Regions from separate parts of the Sus scrofa genome. Here region 1 is linked to region 2. A link is a contact called in public Hi-C data. All regions are on one chromosome and are shown on one strand. The core of a region is the stretch at or near the end of the contact, and the rest is flanking DNA. Distances in the headings are between cores, read along the strand shown.

Evidence for each region. A called contact is a pair of places that touch in the nucleus more often than the background predicts.
Region 1: a Hi-C map of brain shows a contact between it and region 2, with 4 times the contacts expected there. The contact joins the promoter of DBF4 here to the promoter of CCDC126 in region 2. A contact is called at or near these places in 3 of 5 promoter capture datasets (fetal liver, fetal skeletal muscle and liver), 13 of 47 Hi-C or Micro-C datasets (brain, embryonic fibroblasts, fetal heart ventricle and 7 more) and 2 of 2 datasets of contacts at active chromatin or transcription factors (alveolar macrophages and skeletal muscle).

The regions. Positions count from the first base shown.
Region 1 is chr9:92,479,902-92,484,295 of Sscrofa11.1, forward strand. DBF4 (DBF4 zinc finger) reads right to left here and starts at 1,414. Exons shown (of 12, transcript NM_001137637.1): 1 at 1,154-1,414. The coding sequence starts at 1,199. It overlaps SLC25A40 (solute carrier family 25 member 40), which reads left to right and starts at 1,624. Exons shown (of 12, transcript XM_021102524.1): 1 at 1,624-1,868.
Region 2 is chr9:92,370,135-92,374,791 of Sscrofa11.1, forward strand. CCDC126 (coiled-coil domain-containing protein 126) reads left to right here and starts at 1,936. Exons shown (of 3, transcript XM_003357478.4): 1 at 1,936-2,161.

The DNA of each region.
Region 1 (4,394 bases), core at 164-2,663, 110 kb after region 2:
ATGTAGATGAAATTTCTACTGTTTTGAAAATATTCGTTTATATAATAATCATACTATATAGAGGGAAAAATCTTTATAATTTCACTAATTTAGCAGTCATTAACATTTTGTAGTACCACACAGAATAAAGGCAAAATACCCTATATATTTTAACAAACACTATGTCACAAAATAATTACTGCTTACAGTCAGTAGTTAGATTTGCAGGAAATACGTGTTTATTCATGTTTTATGCGTTAAGGCAGGGAACTATATGAAACCAATTACATCTTAGGATGTAAACTCCGTGGAGTACTTACCAAATACTCAAGGAGCTTCTGCCATTCTGTTGAACACTCAAAACTGGTACTTAACATGTTGAACATCAAATAATGCAAGAAACCTGTTACCCAGAATGACCCAATCCTCTAGTTTCTATCTGCTCAAGGTTTAGTTTCAGTCAGAGTTACTGTACATATTAAGAACTAAATGGTCCATTTGAAGAACTAAATCACCATTCATTTCATTCTTTTGAAAACAAATTTGAGATCCAAACAACTGTTTAAAAAATTAAGGACTCAATCTGCTCATAAGTAGAAGACCACAGTAAATATACATATACACTATACATCTAAAAGGAAAACTTAAAGGCTGGAATCCTTTACCAAATAAAAGTGATCGAAAAATGAAAATTTACCTTTGTTTCTATTTTGAAAACAACAATGGTGTGTTTGAAATACAAATACTTTCCCTCCACTTTATGAGTAAAACCAAAAATCTACACCCACAATCACCCAATTTAATCCTGAAGCGAAAAGCCCTCAGCACATCTGCTTTTAAAGAGACTCTAGCTACAGCCTCAAACGGTCGCAGCGTCTGTGGGAGCCCCGGAGAGTTCCCGGGTTCGCACATTGTCTTCAGATTTCACAACCGAAGGCACCACTGGGAATCTGCGGTTGAAGCTGGAACGCTGAGGGCGCGAGAGCAGGGCCGGGATCCACTCACTTTCTGAGGCAAAACCTTAAACCGAGCCTTCCTTCAGGCCTCAGAGCAGAAGGAACATGTCAGAATAGGAAAGCAGCAGACTCAGCGCGAGAAATCTCAAGAATTAATAATGGAACCAGGAGGGGAGGAAAGGATTAAAGGGACTGCGGGCGGAGGAGGGGCTTCATACCCTGGAAATGTCCTCTGCTGTGGATCCTCATGGCTCCGGAGTTCATGGCAACTCGCCGGTACCTACATGCTGGGTCCGGGGAGGGTGTCGCGCCGGGTGGCCGCGGAAACACAGCTCCTCGAGGCCCGTTGACCGGCCGCTCGCTTCTCCTCTTCCGCGGGCCACCACACCCACGAAGGAGAGAGGCCGCGTCTATCCGCCGGGTTTCCGGGGCCGAACTTAACCCCAGGGCGCGGAGCAGGAAAAGGTGAAGCACAACGAGTGGGCTGCGGCGGTTGAAGATTTGAAAACGCGTCACGCGACGCGGCGCCGATACGCGCGCCCCGCCCCCTCTCACGCGGCACGCCTCGCCCCGCCTCGCGCTCGCCCCCACGTGCCCGCCCCCTCGCGTCGCGCTGGACCCCTGCGTGCCCGCCTCTTCGCGCTGCGCGCCCCACCCCTCACGCCCCGCCTCCTCCCGCCGTGCGCCCCGCCCCCACGGGCCGCGTCTCCACCCGCTCCCCTCCCCCACTGCGATGCTTTCTCAGCCTCATCTTCGCGGTTGGTTCCTGCTGCTTCTTGTCCCTATGCTTTTTTGTACAGTCCCTGTGGCTCGGAGTTGACCAAACGTAGTGAATGCAGTTAGCACCAAAGGCCGGCCCACCCTGCCCTCAGCGTCATTCCCGCCTTTTGAGGTTGCTGGGACCGCCTGCACTGCAGCCGCCTCCTCCCTCAGGTACGCTAGTTTTCCTCGACCTGTCCGGAGGGCTGGAAGCGCGGCGGCTGCGGCCGAGCCAGGACTCACCTTTAGGCCGGGCAGGTTGGCAGCGACAGACTCTGTTCGGCTCGCCCAGAGTCGCAGAGCGTAGTTTTCCCGCGGTCGCCCCGCTGGCTGGAGGCAGGCCGCAAAGGGACTCTCCCGGCAGAGAGCGGCGGCGGGTTTGGGGGGGGCGTCGGAGCGAGGGTTGGGCCTGAAGGCCCCGGCCTGGAGCGCGTCCGGGGCGCTTTGTGCCTTTTGATGCTTGTGTGCACCGCTCAGTTAACCTCTGCTGTGCACTCTGTTGTTTTCGTCTTATTGGGTAGAAGTTTATTTCAGCAATAACAGAACGAAAGGGGAATTCGAAATCTCAAGTCTACGATTTGGGGTCTGGACCAACCACCGATTAGCCTGTAAAACTTGGGTTTAATTACCTAATCCCTTTGAGACTCAGTTTTTTCATCCGGGACTTGTAGTAAAGAATAAATTTGAATGTTTTGAGAAGTAAATTAATTTTCTAAGTGGGAGAGCGCTTACACATACAAAATGAATTTTGGTGTTTCTGCTCTTAAACTTCTTAAAGAGTAAAAAGGGTTAAATCTTGTGCTGTTTTGCTTTTCTTACCTCCTGGCCTCGGTGGTCACTTATTGTTTAATGATTGATTTTTAACTCAGTAGCTCGGGGAAGTTAGTGCCGATATCACCGTTTCACAAATAGGTAGTTTAAAGCAAAGATAAGGGTAAATTGTAATACCGTTAGTCAAAATGGAGAGCACAGAGAGGTGGTCCAGGTTTGCTAAGGGAAATTAGAGTTTTGCAGTGATGGTTTTAGTTTGAGGGGCTTGAGGAGACAGGTGTGGAACTGTCTTTATTAGACGCTTGGTAATATTTGTCTATAATTCAGGGGAGATGTTCTGGAGGGAGTGATGGTGGTGGCACAGAAAGGGAATATAGATTGATTTGAGAGACATGGTACAGACCAATCACTGATTCTCAGTCATAGGGTGATATGTAAAAGGTTATCAGATCTTGGAGGAGGTATAGTTTGAACAAACATATTTCCATTAGAATTTCTTTTTGGGAAATAAAATCTGTTTTCAAAATGTAGGCTACAAAAAGAGCACAAGATTTATATGTTCACAAGAAGTTTTAAAAGATTGAGAAACACCTAATATAGAATGCAGTTAAAGTCATGGGAGAAAATGAAATTGCCCTGGAGAGCATGTGAAATAGGAGAAGTAGTGATGAGCAGAGGATGAGGAAATAGAGAAAGAGATGGAGAAAAGGCCACAGAGTTAGAACTGGGAACCAGTCTTCAAATGTCACATAGTTAAAAACATTGGGATTGACAGGCTTTACTAACTATATGGCTTTGGGTAATTTTGATCTAGATTTTAATTTGTGAAAAGAGGGTAATAAACACTTCCAGGTGTTCTGAGAATTAATTGAAACTCTTTTGAGAGCTAATTATTAGTGCAGTGCCTGATAGAGTGAGAGCTGGCAAGTGCTGTCGTTTTGTTGAACTCCTGTTATCAGCCTCTCCGTCTTCAGAGTTCCAAAAGGCTAAGACTGGAAAAATAGGGCTTGGATTCTGGTGATGAAGATGTTTTTTGGTTACTTAGTGACAGTTTCAGTAGATGGCTAAGGTAAGTACTATATAAAAATGATGGGCTTGAAGTGGAGACAGGTTGAATATATTACTAAAAAATTTGTCCCTGTAGGGAATTTATAGGAAGGGACAATAGGGTCTTGGGGAGGTTTGGGGGATATGGGAAAGATTTATACATGTTTCTGTTGAAGAAAAGAAAAACAGGGAGTCTATTTTATGTTCCAGGGAAAGATGAGGTACCTTTCTTATTTACTGTATTGAGGAAGAACAGTAACATATTGTCATCCTAGGCTTTTAGACACACCCTTGACTGCACTGTAAGTGATAATGTCAAGCTGTGAATAAGCAGAAAGTCTGTTTTTACTGGACAGTGTTAAAAAATGTCTGATCTGTAACCTAAGGACATTTAAAAAAATTATTTTTGGGAGTTGTCTTTGTGGCTCAGTGGGTTAAGAACCTGTTTAGTACCCATGAGGATGCAAGTTCCATCCCTGGCCTAGCTCAGAGGGTTAAGGATCCAGCGTTGCTGCAGACTGCCGTGTAAGTCCAGGATGTGGCTCAGATCTGGCGTGGCTGTGGTGTAGGCTGGCAGCTGCAGCTCTGGTTCAGCCCCTAGCCTGGGAAGTTCTGAATGCTGCAGGTGTGGCCCTAAAAAAAAAGAAACGGTATTGAAACTCAACGAATTTCCTGGTGGCTCAGCTAGTTAAGGATCTGGTGTTGTCACTGCTGTGGTGCTGGTTTGATCCCTACCTGGCCCTGGAACTTATGCATGCTGCAGGTGCCCCCCGCCCCCAAAAAAAGCCGGGAATGAAACTCAGATCTTTTAGTAGCCACCAGAAGAGGGACATGGTCATATATCTGTGGCCTGTTAACATAAGTCTCCTTAGTGGACTCCTT
Region 2 (4,657 bases), core at 686-3,185:
TGAAGAGCCCGATTTCACTTTTTTTCTTCTAAATGGAAATTTGTCCCAGCATCAATTATTGAAAACCATTCTTTAAGTATTGCGTTGCATCACCTCATGACAATATATATCGAATTCCCATGTATGGATGAGACTTTCTGGTCTCTTTATTCTGTTCTATTGGTATAAATGGTGTATCCTTGATCCAATACCACACTGCCTTAATGATTATTGCTTTATAATAAAGCTTGCTATCTGGTTTCATGAGGCTTTCTCCTCTTCTTTCTTTTACTTCCTTCTCTTCCCCATGTATGCCTGTCTTTGCCCTTGCATTAAAATTTTATTTTTTATTTATATATTTTTTGCCTTTCTAGGGCTGCTCCCGTGGCATATGGAGGTTCCCAGGCTAGGGGTCGAATCAGAGCTGTAGCTGTCGGCCTACACCACAGCCACAGCAACACGGGATCCAAGCTGCGTCTGCGAACTACACCACAGTTCACGGCAATGCCGGATCCTTAACCCGCTGAGCAAGGCCAGGGATCGAACCTGCAACCTCATAGTTCCTAGTCAGATTTGTTAACCACTGCTCTACAACGGGAATTCTGTGCTCTTGCATAAAATTTTAAATTAGCTTCTTAAGTTTCTTTTGCTCTTTGCGCCTGCGCGTGTGCACACACACACACACACACACACACACACACACACTGAGATTTATGTGGAATTGCACTGGATCTACAGATAAATCTGGGGAGAACTTATATCTTTCAGTACTGAAACTTCCAATTTGTGAACATATATTATCATCTTTTGTTTAGGTCTTTTTCAGTGTTTTAAAATGTTTTTTTTTGGAGTTCTTGCTGTGCCACAGAGGATTAAGAACCTGACTGCAGCACCTTGGGCCGCTGCTGACATATGGGTTTGATCCCCTGCCCAGCTCAATGGGATAAAGGATCTGGTGCTACCGGCAGCATAGGGCACAGCTTGACTCATTCAATCCCTGGCTTGGAAACTTCTATATGTTTCAGGGCAGCAATTAAAAAAATTTTTTTGGAGTTCCTGTCATGTCTTAGCGGAAACGAATCCGAATAGTAACCATGAGGTTTCGAGTTCGATCCTTGGCCTCTCTCAATGGGTAAAGAATCTTATGTTGCCTTGAGCTGTGGTGTAGGTTGTAGACTGGGCTTGGATGTGACTTTGCTAGTCGTAGGCCAGGGGCTATAGCTCCAATTGGACCCCTAGCCTGGGAACCTTATTATGCCTCGGGTGAGGCCCTGAAAAAAAAATTGTTTTTCTTCATGTAAGTCTTGCATATCTTTGATTGATTTATTCCTCCATATTTGATACTTGTTTGACGCTATTGTAAGCTTCAAATTTCTAACGAAAAAAATTCAGTTCTCTTTTTTCCTGGAGTATAGAAATATGAATTGGTTTAAAAATACTGTATCCATTAACCTTGTTGAACTCATTAATTGTAACATTTTATCTTTAATTCTTTTCGATTTGTCACATAATATTATTAATTTCTTCCCTTCATGTTCAGTCTTTAGTCCTTTTATTTTTCTTGCCTTACTCCATTGGCTAAGAACATTCCAGGGCAATAACCGGCATTCTTGTTAGTAGTATACTTTAAATCACTGCTAAGCCCTTCTACCTCGAGCCAGCAGTGTGTAATTGCTGGTTCCCAGCTGGAGGATTTGATTGAGCCGCCCACGCTCTTCTTTCAGCAGCTGCAACGAATTAAAGCAGAAAGCACGCCTCCCTCAAGCTCATCCCGGATTCCAAAGAAGGAGCTGGCCGCCCTCTCCAGTTGCCACGCAACGGCGTCATCCTGACCGGGAGTAGGTGTGCGCCGGCTAGAAGCACGTGCCGCCGCTTCCGCATTCCGGGGACTACATCCCCCACAATGCCGCGCGCCGCGGCCAGCAGGTCTCCGAAGTGGGGGGAAGGGCCGGGCCAGGAGGCGGAGCGGAAGCGGAGTGTGAGGGGCGAGAAGAGTAGAATCTCCACAACCCGGGAATCAATCTTGTCTGTGACTCCCAGTGCTCGGCCTTCCTCCTTCCGACCTGAAGGCTGCTTCCCAAGCGCGGGACGCCGCTGACGTCTGTTATTCGGATTTCGCTGCGCCGTTTTGGTTCGGGAGCCCGTTGGCGTCGGCGACGGTGACGAGAAGCCCCGAGACAAGGTAATGAGGAGGGGGCAAGAGGGAAGCGGCGGGGGCAAGTGGGAAGCGGCGGGTGGAGGCATCTCCGCCGGCTCGGCCGCGCCTCTCGCGGATCCTCTTGGGCAGGGCGGCCGCCCCTTCTCCGCCGCGCCCCGCCCCCCGCCCTATCGGGGCCGCTGCTACCCGGCGGCTGCGGAGACCCGGCTCGGGCACTGTCCGGCAGCCCCGGGTCACTGTCGGGAGGCTCTTTGTCCCTGCCCTTCGATTCTGACAGTCGCGGCTCTGTGGGCCCTGGGCGGAGAACCGAGCGCGGCGGACTTCGTCCCGCGGCAGCAGGCGCGAGGAGCGCCGGTCCAGAGCTGAGGGGATGGAGCGCCCGTGCGGCAGTAGCACTCTCTTTCTTTTTCTGTTTCTGACAGCTCAGTTCTGTTCTACTTAGAAAGTCAAATGCCCTTTTTCACTTTTCCCTTCGAAACTTAGCTCCTGGATGACTAATAGGGATGAACTTAAACTGTGTCGACTGTGGCTGGTCTCACAAGCCTTATTAAGTAAGAGTGGCTCAGACAATTTCGATTCCAGCCTAATCGACTCACTGCCTGGCCTTAGTGACCTTGGTTAATTAAAGGCTCTAAGCCTGAGTTTTCTCTTCAATCAAGTGGCAGTAACAACACACACCTTTTAAGATGCTGGAATAAGAAATAGTATGCTTACAAACGCCATGAATTCTTCATTTGATGAAAAAATTCTTTGAGTTTGGTACTTACATTAGCTATACTGAAGTGGCATCTAGATGTTGTTTTTCCTTGTTTAATCATAAGCACTCCAGGTCGTGTATTCTTCACTTTATATACTTTATTCGTCTTAAACCTAAGACAGGAATTCTTTAAAATATGCAGTCTTCTCAGTTTCCGCAGTTTGAAGATGGCTGAGAAGGTTCTTAGGAAATTGATGACTCTGCTGTGGATCAGCTTTAGAGATACAAGGACTTATTCACCCCACCCCCACTCCCAGCCGAGTCCTGTGGGGGATCCTTAGAGGAGCTCAAGTATTTGTTTTGGCAGAGTAAACATCTAGGTGTTCTGCAATCCTTAGTGGGGCTTCATCACTTTACCCTAGTTCAGTATTTTTCTTTCTCTACACTTTCCCGCTGGCTAGTAGTTTTCCCCCTTTGGGATTTGTGTTTCCAAGTTGTAGTTTTTGTTCTCAGAATAAGTTGAATGATTGCAATAAATTTTCTAAGGAATGACTTGAAACGTTTCCCATTAGTGCTTTAGATTCAGTTGTTCTTGAACTGTTTTCTCTTGAATTTTACTGATAGAGGTGATGTTTTTCTTCAAGGAAATTTTTATGGTCCTTAGTTGAAATTGTTTTTATTTAGAATGTCTGTTCTGTACTACTTTGAGCTCAAACACTGTTCAGCAGTATGTGAAATAACATGTTCTGAGTAATGCTAGTGTTTTTTTTTTTTTTTTGGCCCAGAGGGCGGTGTGTGGAAGTTCCCAAGCCAGAGATTGAACCTGCACCACGGCAGCAACCCAAGCCACTGCAGTGACACTGCCAGATACTTAACCCACTGCGCCACAAGAAAACTCCCTGAGTAGTGCTGTTTTTGAATTTACAGTTACAGTGGGGAAAAGCCATTGGAGCCTCATGAATTTTGTTTAATGTCTTGAGTGACAGATGCATTTAAAAAATAATTAAGGGAGTACCTGTCGTGGCGCAGTGGTTAATGAATCCGACTGGGAACCATGAGGTTGTGGGTTTGGTCCCTGCCCTTGCTCAGTGGGTTAACGATCCGGCGTTGCCGTGAGCTGTGGTGTAGGTTGCAGACGCGGCTCGGATCCCGCGTTGCTGTGGCTCTGGCGTAGGCCAGTGGCTACAGCTCCGATTGGACCCCTAGCCTGGGAACCTCCATATGCCTCGGGAGCGGCCCAAAGAAATAGCAAAAAGCCAAAAAAAAAAAAAATAAATAAATAAAAACAATTAAGAAAAAGAGAAATCTAATGAATATATTTCATAAGGACACTAGAGAGCCACAGAATAAATAAGTGAAAAACTTATTTAAACTGTGGGAAATGACATAATGCGCATAAAGATTTCTGATTCATTTACAGATGTGTTGGCAGAAGTACACATTTTGAGGAAAATATGTTTCTGTGTTGGTGATATTTAGTGCCATATAGGACAGAGATTAATGACTATAGGGAAATACAAGATTTTGGTTTTTGTCTTGGTTCTGTCACTATCTGTATAACCTTAATTTCCTTTGTAGGCCTCAATTTCCTCATCTCTTAAATAGTGAATTGGTCCGATGCCAAGGACTCTTCTTACTCAGACTTTTCAATGATAAGTTCTTTTTTAATGTGGAAAAAAATAGTGTAAACCTTTAGAGTCCTTTATTTTTGTCTTAGTCCCCCCCTCCCCCACCTTGAGGAAGGGGATACACACAAAAGAACTAGAAAGCTGCCAAACAAGAATCTCTACCAACTACTTCATCACTGTTTTTCTTGAGCTGTA